2 separate regions of the Gossypium arboreum genome follow, and region 2 is linked to region 1. Evidence: chromatin contacts called from public Hi-C data. All regions are on one chromosome and are shown on one strand. Each heading gives the region's core, a stretch centred on a gene start, on an enhancer-like site or on the middle of the called end of the contact. The rest is flanking DNA. Distances are from core to core; before and after follow the strand shown. Region 1 holds the start of LOC108480346. Region 2 holds the start of LOC108483142 (CSC1-like protein At1g10090).

Region 1 (4,838 bases), core at 1,751-4,250:
CCCTTAAACTGTGAAGTGGTTTTTCTTAGACGTTAAATAAAAAACATGGAAGGAGGGTTTCTTATCTTATTTTCCTTTTTGATAATGAGCCTAATAATAGTTGGGCCTATTAGTGAGATATAAATTTAAAGTTTGTTTTTCTATAAAGTATTTTTGTTATAATTATAATTTTATATTATAAAATCGAGGTTTTTTTTAGTGATTTTATCTGTTGGATCACCGATCTAATTTAATAAAATTAGCCACCACAATTCAAGAAAGCCCGTGAAATGTCAATCTACCCATTCCGAGCCAGGTACCTACTAGTTTGCCGTTAGATATAATGGCGATTTGCATATTTAGACCATGTTTTATATAATTAATAGTGTTGTAAAAATTATTATATATTTTTATATTTATATCAATACTAGACGATTCAATCATCTATACCAATGTTTTTATCTTTACATATATAATATTTATTAGTTTAACTTTTAGTTTCTTTGTAAATTATTATGTTATATATAAATAAAAGATATCTCAATTATATACATATAAAACATAAATTTTAAAATTATTAATTAGATTTATTAACTTAAGTTAATAATTATATATTAAATTCAAATGTAAGATAAAAAAGGTTTTAAGTTTAAAAAATTAAAATTTTCTACCACAGGCGGATCAACGGGTATTGGCTGAAACGGACCCAGAAAATCATATATCTGTATTAAGAAGTAAAGGGAAGTTTCTAGAAAAGATGCAAAGGTAGAACAAATCATAAATCCTCAATCTTTATCAACGCGAACGCATACTCACAATTTATAAGCTCAATCCCTTAAATAAGAAAACAAATAAATGCTAGAATCTATATCCACCAGAAAGCAAAGAATATGATTCATTCCAAGGTCCATCTTCCAGACATGTATAAATTAACTTCTCATCACAGTTGAGTATTCAAAGACCAAAAGTCTATAAAGTCAAAGAACATGTGTGATGGAAAGTCTAAACAGTGCAAAAACAAGACAAAAAACAACCAAATTTAGAAGAATTTTAATGACTATTCATGCAAAACTTTTTTTTTCCATGATAAAGCATAGTCTGCTAGGGGGACTTTGAATTCAACTTCTTGGTGCGTTTGACTAGAGGATGCATGCCCTTTACTACTTTCCGAACCTTTTTCACAGATTTAGCTTTCTTTACCTTCTTTGTCATAAGAGGCATTTCCCTTATAGGACCTGGAGGTAAACCTTTCTTAAGAGCACTTCCTCTAGGAATGACAGAGGGCGGTATTCTCAAGCTTAGTGGAGGTAAAGGGCTGTGGGGTTTCCAAACTATGTTGTTTTTCATTGAAAATCTTACCCTCTTTGTGCTGTTCTCGCAAGATTTTGCAGTTGCATCAATTTCATCCTCCCCTTGATTGGTTTCCTCCCCATTCTGAGATTTTTTGCCATCCATATGCTTTCCTCTCTTTCTCTTCTTGGAGACAGTACCATTGACTTTAGGCAAATCACAGGCACTTGCAACATCACTATTCAAGCCTACTTCTTCAGCAACCTTCTCAAACTGGAGCTGAAGGTTCGAAATCACTGATTCAGTAAATGTTATTGAATCACCTTCACCATTCTTCTCAATATTAGAAGTGGCACTTTCTGCTGGTACCATAACATTGTTCTCCTTATCTGCAGCTGTATATTTAGCATTGTTGTTTTTCTTGGTCTTTTTACCACTGTCCCCAGTTGATTTTTTCGCCTTCTTGCTCTTCTTTGAAGCCTTTCTGACAGAACCATTGCCATTAGCTTCAACCAGCTCTGAAGCACCATTAGAGATATTCAATTCCATCTCACTAGCAATAGGTACCAATTCAGGAACCTCATCTTCTTCATCCCCTTTATTACACTCGGGGATCGAAATATCAATACCCAATGATGTTAAATCCTTCTCTAGCTTCAAGAATTCTTCATGTACTCTTAACAGAATCTTTCTATTACCCTGACAGCAATCCACTGAAGAACCCAATTCATAAAACTTTTTAGAGAATCCCATCACCAAACCGATAATTCCCAACACAACTACATCATCACCTTGATCAACCTCCTCAATGGAGGTCTTAAGTTCCAACAATCTCCTTCCCATTTTAACAAACTCATCAAACACATTAATTCTAATCTTCCCAACCAAAATTTTATCACTCACTTTACCCATTATTCCAACAAATGTCTCCAATAAAATCTCAAGAACCTCCTTTTTAACCGGAAGAAAAGGCCTGAGTTCCTCGAGGAAAACCGAAGCAATGTGATAATTAACGCCATTCCCTTGAAACTTATCATCAGCTAAAAAGGTTCCATCAACTAAAACCCTAATCGAACGACGCGTAAAGTCCAAATCCCACGACCATCTCTTCAACATAGCGAAAAAGAAATGCAAGAACCTACGAATTAAGAGGTAAAACTTATCTAACCTTAGTTTGTCAATTCCAGTCCACTCGCGACGCATCGTAAGAAAAAAAACGGAGAAATATTGGAGAGATAGAGGCGGCTCGAGCTTTAGGACAACGGAAGAAAGCTTTTCGATGAGGTCGGACTGAACGGGTAGCTTGTCAGCGTGCCAAACGCAGAAGAAGAGACCTTTCCAGAGCCTCTTCATCTCTTCATCAGAGAGTTGGGTTTGTGAAGGAAGCCAAGTGTTGATGAGAGAGCGTACGGCTTTGTCTCGGGTCGACTTGTCGCAAGCCGCTAGTTGCTTTATGAGGCTCGGGCCTTCTCCAGTCATGTTGAGCCGATTCAAAAGCAATTGAAAATAGTTGGATTTCGATTGGAAAATAAATTGTTTGAAACTATTAGGAGAGAGAAGAGAAGACCGTCGGAATCGGAAGTTTCTTTCAGTTTTGCTGCTAAAAGAGAGTGAGCTTCAAAATGAAACCCTAAGGGTAGTTCTGAAAATAAAAACGCCAAACGGGCACGGATAAACGGGGGAAAATTAAAATTAAAATTAAAATATGAAAAGATGATCAAAAACGGTGAACTGGACTTACAGCTGCCCCACATTCTTTGCATTGCTCGTTCTTAAGCCATTGGCCCATTGCTTTAGGTAAGCAAATACATATTTTGGTAATTGAAGTTGATTTTTTTATTTAAATTAGTACATGAACTTAACTTTCTGGTCCAAATTAGTACTTATAGTAAATAAATCATTTGAACCAATTTAAACTATGAATCCAAATTCAAGTAACAATTTGAACTAAAAAGTTAAGCTTAGGTACCTAATTGGACCAAAAAAAGTTTAGGTATCAAATTGAACATTGGGGGGCCAACTTTAAATACCTACATGGACTAAAAAAAACTTAGGTACCAAATTAAACTTTGAAGACAAGTTTAGATACAAAATGAAGTATTTACCCTTTTAAAATTATTATTCCATACATTTATTATAAAGTTTTTCTAACTAAATTAAAAAAATTCACAATTTTTATATTATATTTATAAAAATGAAAGATAAATAATTAAGATATTTGACAAAATTTTTTAAAAAAATTCTACTTTCGGAATTTGAAAACCTACTCAAGTAATGTATGAAGTAATAATTTGTTTATTGAAGCTTTTTTTTTTTTTTTGAAAGTAGAACCGGCATAAATGCATTAAATTGGGGAAGGATCACAACGTTTGAAAAAATAGCTTCCTAATGAAACATGAGGCTACCCAAAGTTGCCATCTGTCATCACATGCACTACTAGCAATGGGCAGTGCCTCAAAGGAAAAACCCTAAAAACCTCAAAGGCGCCTTAAACATCCTAAAACTGAAAAACAATAGATCAATTTCCTAAAAAAACTAAAACAAAGAAAAAATCTGAAATGCCTACAATTTTTCCCCTTCCCTTCATCTTTGTTTTTGTTATGGAATAGTTTCAACGGCCTTTTTCATTTTCATATTTTCGTTATTACTGTTATTTCTTTTGTTTTGAACACTACGTTTTACTTCTGTTTTCATTCTCGTCATACGGTGTGTTTTAGCATTAGTTAAACGGTGTCTTTCAGTCAGTTGTTATTATTAGAGTGAGTCTATTATTTGGTTACCATTTATACCTGTAACTAAAGTTCAAAAACTGGTTATGAAAATTTGAATAAGAATTTCCAGTATTCTCTCTTTCTTTATGAAAATTTGAATAATAATTTCCAGTATTCTCTCTTTCTCTTTTCTCTCAATTTCTTTTCTTCTTTTTCTCTCTGTTTTCTACTATTCTAGATTCATTACATGAAAAATGTATCAGAGCTTTGTCAATCCTCATGGTCGTGGAGGGAGTGACTACAATGATGCAGAAGGAACTTGGAATGATGTAAGGAGAGCCTCAGCTGCAAATTGAATTTACTTAGTTAGATGCAAGGATTGATGCGCGTTTGAAGGACTTTCAGGAGGGAATTAAGTCTGAGGTTTGTTCAGAGGTATGATCTGAACTTCGATCCGAGATCTATTCTTTATTTGAACAATATTTTGGACAACGTCCTCCTATTACAGATACTGGTGTGATAACTAGTAAAGGGAAATGTACTTTATATTCTCCTCCTGGTTTTTCAGCAAAGGAACACCTCGTTGTATCGCCTATACCAAATCTAGGACATTCGAGTATACCCTCGCGAGGAGGTACCTTGGAAGTCGGAAATAACTCTTTTCGAGTAGATTGTCCGCACTTTGATGGGAGGTAATTTTAGAGGTTGGTGGTCTAAGTTGGAACAATACTTTGAGGCTGAAGGGATAAGTAAGCATGCTAAGGTTAGGGTGGTTATGTTGCATCTAGAGGGAAAAGCATTAAATTGGTATCATTTCTTTATACACAGATATGAAGGGTTGCATCAGTTGACTTGGGA
Region 2 (4,838 bases), core at 692-3,191, 560 kb before region 1:
AAGAAACAGTTAGTGGACCAGAAGACTTTAAAAAGTCATTGCTTTTCAGTATTTAAATTCAATTCCTGATTAGATCTCTCCCAGGAATCTTTTAAAAGTATAAAGGATAATAAATAAAAGACTTGGATTCATCCTTTTGGATGCATACAAAAACATGGTAAAGTAGAATTCTACATGGCATCGCGAGTACACATTTCATTTCTGGTCATAACATTCAAGGTTCAAGATGGCAGCATCCAAATAACAACTCATTGTAAAAAGGAACTAAAGCAACCATCCATAAATAATGGGTTCAATTAACATACCATTGTGATCCTTCCTTTACATTTCCAATAGTAAATACTTCCAGTGATTCTGAATGGATTTGCTTGTGCTGCATTTCTTGTCCATAATAATTTACTGGAAGCAATAGAAAAACACAAATCGCAGCAGCAATGATGAATATCCGAATACTGTAAAGAACAGGAGGAAAATTGCAGTGCAGTTAGTAAACCAGCAGAAGAAAAAATAGACACTGACCATAGACACTGACCATCCATAATTGAATTATGAAAGCACTTTAAAAGATGTTTGGATATAATTGCAAGCATAAACTTTTGGAGAAACTTAGTAGCAAAATTTTCCCTCAGAAAATTGGAAGAAATCAAAATTTTCCATCTGGAGAAACTTAATCACCTGAAAACAACTATTCTCAAGAAAACTAGAGCATCCACACCACCAGCAGCCAATATTTCTTCATTGGTCGCTTGCCAGGCCCTCACGATCCAACTAGCAGAGGGAACAAGTCTCTCAAAGTGAAAAGGATCACTATGCTTTATTGGTTCTGAAATAAGCCTCCGCATGAAATACACACTAACATTGCTCGGTTGTTTCCTCAGTATGGAATACAAAGACAAAAGCACAACACATATAGCTATATTGATTCCGGCAGAAGTTAAAAGAGCTCCAATGTCCATCTCAGTTCCCTCTAACCTTTTATTCAAGCTTAAGAAATTCAATAACTAAAGCACTGAACCGAGAAAGGACATGTCAATATTACTTCCAATTTGCTCAAAACAGAGTTCTTTTGATGACTACTAATGCAGAAAGTAGTTTGGCTCAATCTGACACAGAATCAAGTGCTGCAAAATGGATCTGGGAATTTTCATAGTTCAGAAACCAAAATTTAAAACCATTCTCATAGATCAAATCTCAAAAATAAAAAATAGAAAATACTTCAATAAAATTTCAAGTAAGAAAAACAATGCTTAAACTAAACGCAGACGAAAAACATCATCAAACTTTAAAAAATTAAAAAACCCCTAAATAAAAGTTGTTTTTAACTCTAATTTCCTTTCTAATAGAGCTACCGAAAATTTTAAACTATCTTTTTCCTACCTGACTAAATTTCCAAACCATTTCTTCTTCTTTTTCCTTTCGATGAATCTCTATAGTTCCAAGACAAAAGATTATACAAAAACTCAAGTAAAAAAAAATAAAATAAAAATTGCTCCTAACAATTAGTTCAAGAAGGAAACTCAAACGAAATTAAATCAATTTAGTTAAACAACCTAGGAAAAAAATAAAGATTAAATAAACTGAAAGTACCTGGGCAAATATCAGAGGCCAAAAAAAGCGTAAGAACTTTGAAAAGGTTCCCAACGCAAAGAGATTCTGAAGCAAAATGGTTGGCTTAAAAAAGTAGGGAACTAAATACATAAGAAAATTGTGAGTTATCACTTGTACGCCAAATGCTATGCTTTTCCTTCATCTTCAAATAAAAACAAAAATAAAATTCGACCAATTTGCTGACAGAGAAAGAAATAAAGAGCCTTAATTCGGAAATAAATTTTTATAAAAGATTGTATTATCTTCAAGGAATTTCATTTATTGAAAAAAAAAATTAGTTCATACACACGCAAAAAAAGAGTTTATAGTTTTTCTATTAGGGAAGAAGATTCCAGCGAATGCCACGTGTAAAGAGTCATTTTATTAGTAATAATTATATTATTTAATAAAAATAATGACAAACATGTAAAAAAGAGCAATGATTTTCTTACCACGACAACGACGGAAGCGCCACGTGGCCAACAATAAGGTAACGGTACAAAAATGTGGGATCCTACTTACTCCATGTACAACCGCCATATCTGCTACAGTTTTTTCTAGTTGGCTGGCTTCACGCCAGTTTGTGGATTTTATTATCGTGCTTCCCGACCTATTTTATTTGAAGTGGAGTTGCGGTCGGTGACCAATGACAATCGTTGATTTTTTCACAAGTTCAAAAGTTTTAAGAGTTTAATGAAATTTCTTTTAAAAAAATTGGGGTTTTATGAGATTAATTTAAATTTTCAAATATTTTAAGTTATTTTAATTATTTTTTAAAATTTAAAAGGTATAATAAGAATTTTAAAATTTGAAGAGTTTAATTCAAATTTTTAAAAACTTCAAGAGAAAAATAAAATTTTATAAAAAGTTGAAGGCTTAATTAAAATTTTCTAAAATTTCAATGAAAAATCATAATTTTTCAATTCCTTTTGGGAGGCCCCTTAAACCCTTTAAACAGCCAGCCTATGTATCTATACTTGTTGTCTATAATTGTAGTTGCATTAAACTCTTTATTAACTTAGTATAACGAGTTAATTAGAAATTAATTTAATTAAAAATTTATTAAAATGTCTTTAATATAAAATAAAAATATTAATACAAAGAATCAATTTAATTGAAAATTTGTTAAAATAATTTTTGTATACAAATTATTAATTATTAATGTAAACGTGTTCGTCTTTTTATTTTGGGTAAACTACACAATAATCACTCAATTATAAAAAAATTAATTTTAGGCCCCAAAAGAATTTACAATTTAATCATTCACGTTATATAATTTAGTCATGTTGGTCACTTCCATTAAAATCACAAACAACAAGTTGATGTGATTTATAAAAAAATTAGTATAATAATAAATTTAGCCCTCAACTTTTATATATTATATCGATTTACTCATAATTTTAAGGTTAATTTTTAAAATTATGATTAAATCGATATAATATGTAAAAGTTGAAGGAAAAATTTGTTATTATATTGAATCTTTTAACTGCTACATTAGCTTGCCGTTTTGTAATTTTAACGAGAGTAATCGAACTATATAACGTGGGTGCTCAAATTATAAACTTTTTTATTTTGGGTGTCTAAAATGAAATTGTATGTAATTTATTTTTTTAAAATAAAATCATATTATGGTGAGTTCACATGCAAAGTTTGAAAGCATAATTTGATATTTATTTCAAAATTTAAAATAATTATATTTGTACGAGTTTTCCGGATCTGTTTTAATAGAAACTCAATTATGCCGAACTTGTCTATACGAGTGGGTGTTTGTGAGGGTATAGTGTTGGAGTTGGTAAATTTTGATTAGTTAAGAAAAGGAATTACGTTCCAATATATATGGTAGGTAAATGCAAGTATAGAATAAAACCGCCTAACTACCTTCAAATCTACTAATTCCAGCTAACAATACACGGAACTTCCCCCACTCAAGATGGAGAAGGCCCACCTTCAGAATCTAAGGAAGGCCTTACAACTTGTCATCCAACTTTAAGCTTTCAATTTCGGTCATTAATATTTAAAAATTTTAGTGACTGAGGAAGTCATTTTTTCGTTGGACTAATAATAAATTTAATTTCCTAATATTTATATATTTTATTAATTTAATTTTAAATTTATAAATTTAACAAATTTAGTCCTGAATATTTACAAAATATATTATTTAAAAAAAAGAAAAATAGTTAAAATATTTTAATTTTCTTTCTATAACTTAGCAATTCAAGTCACTCTAAATCAAGCGATTTAAGCTCATCGGCTCGTCTCTATCATGGACTTGACTTCTTTCAATGAGCGAATCACATTGGCTTGGAACGATTTCTTGGAGCTCTACCATGACCCCATTCTACATCTTAACCGATGAAAGTGCAGTAGCAACCCATTAAATGTTCAAAGCTGGTTAAGTGTTGCAACCATCAAACCTACCGAAATGGCTTCATTGACTTCAACTTGGTCTCTCATTTACAAAACTTAACACCCATGTTACCCAACTTTTCCAAATTGATTAGCAATTCCCAAGCCATAAATAAGCTGCACAGTTAAACATTGACATTGTGGTGGCTCAAGACGGTTTCGACAACTTCAATACTATATCCGAGGCAGTGGTAGAAAGAACTGTAATATACGTAAAAGCTGGAGTTTACAATAAAAATGTTGATATTCAAAGATAAGCTAGAAATATTCTGTTACTCGGAGATGGAATTGGTGCCAGGTTGTTACTGGTAATAAGAATGCTTAAACTACGACAACATTTTTGGTGGCTTGTAAACATGTTTAACTATGTTTAAAAAAATCTAAAACCATATAATTTATCATTTATTTTTTCTTTTTAAATTTTTAAAATCATTTTATAAAATTTTATAAAAATAAAAATTTTAAATAATTTTACTTTTTTAACTTTTAGAATTAGAATTAAATTGAAAACTTTTGTAAATATTTAGGATAAATTAATTATTATTATTTAGAATTAGAACTAGATGGAAAATTTTATAAATATTGAGGGCTAAATTTGTTGAATTTTTAGACATAAGATCGACTTTATAAAATGTGTAAAATTTGGAGGACTAAATTTATTATTAGGCAAATAAAAAATGGCCACATTAACTTTCTGTTAAACGTTTAACAATGGGTGAGGTGTGTTTCATAAACTGAAAATTTAAGTGTTGAAAGTTTAAATACTAAATTTTTAATGCTAAATTTTATAAGTGGTGAATTTATATTAGAAAATTATTTGATAAATTAATAAATATAAGCATTGA

What was found. A called contact is a pair of places that touch in the nucleus more often than the background predicts.
Region 2: a Hi-C map of leaf shows a contact between it and region 1, with 3 times the contacts expected there. The contact joins the promoter of LOC108483142 here to the promoter of LOC108480346 in region 1. A contact is called at or near these places in 2 of 5 Hi-C or Micro-C datasets (both in leaf).

The regions. Positions count from the first base shown.
Region 1 is chr1:83,907,510-83,912,347 of ASM2569848v2, reverse strand. It overlaps LOC108480346, which reads right to left and starts at 3,000. Exons shown (of 1, transcript XM_017783310.2): 1 at 850-3,000. The coding sequence starts at 2,748. The coding sequence ends at 1,081.
Region 2 is chr1:84,461,754-84,466,591 of ASM2569848v2, reverse strand. LOC108483142 (CSC1-like protein At1g10090) reads right to left here and starts at 1,941. Exons shown (of 13, transcript XM_017786370.2): 1 at 1,588-1,941; 2 at 676-1,134; 3 at 306-452. The coding sequence starts at 956.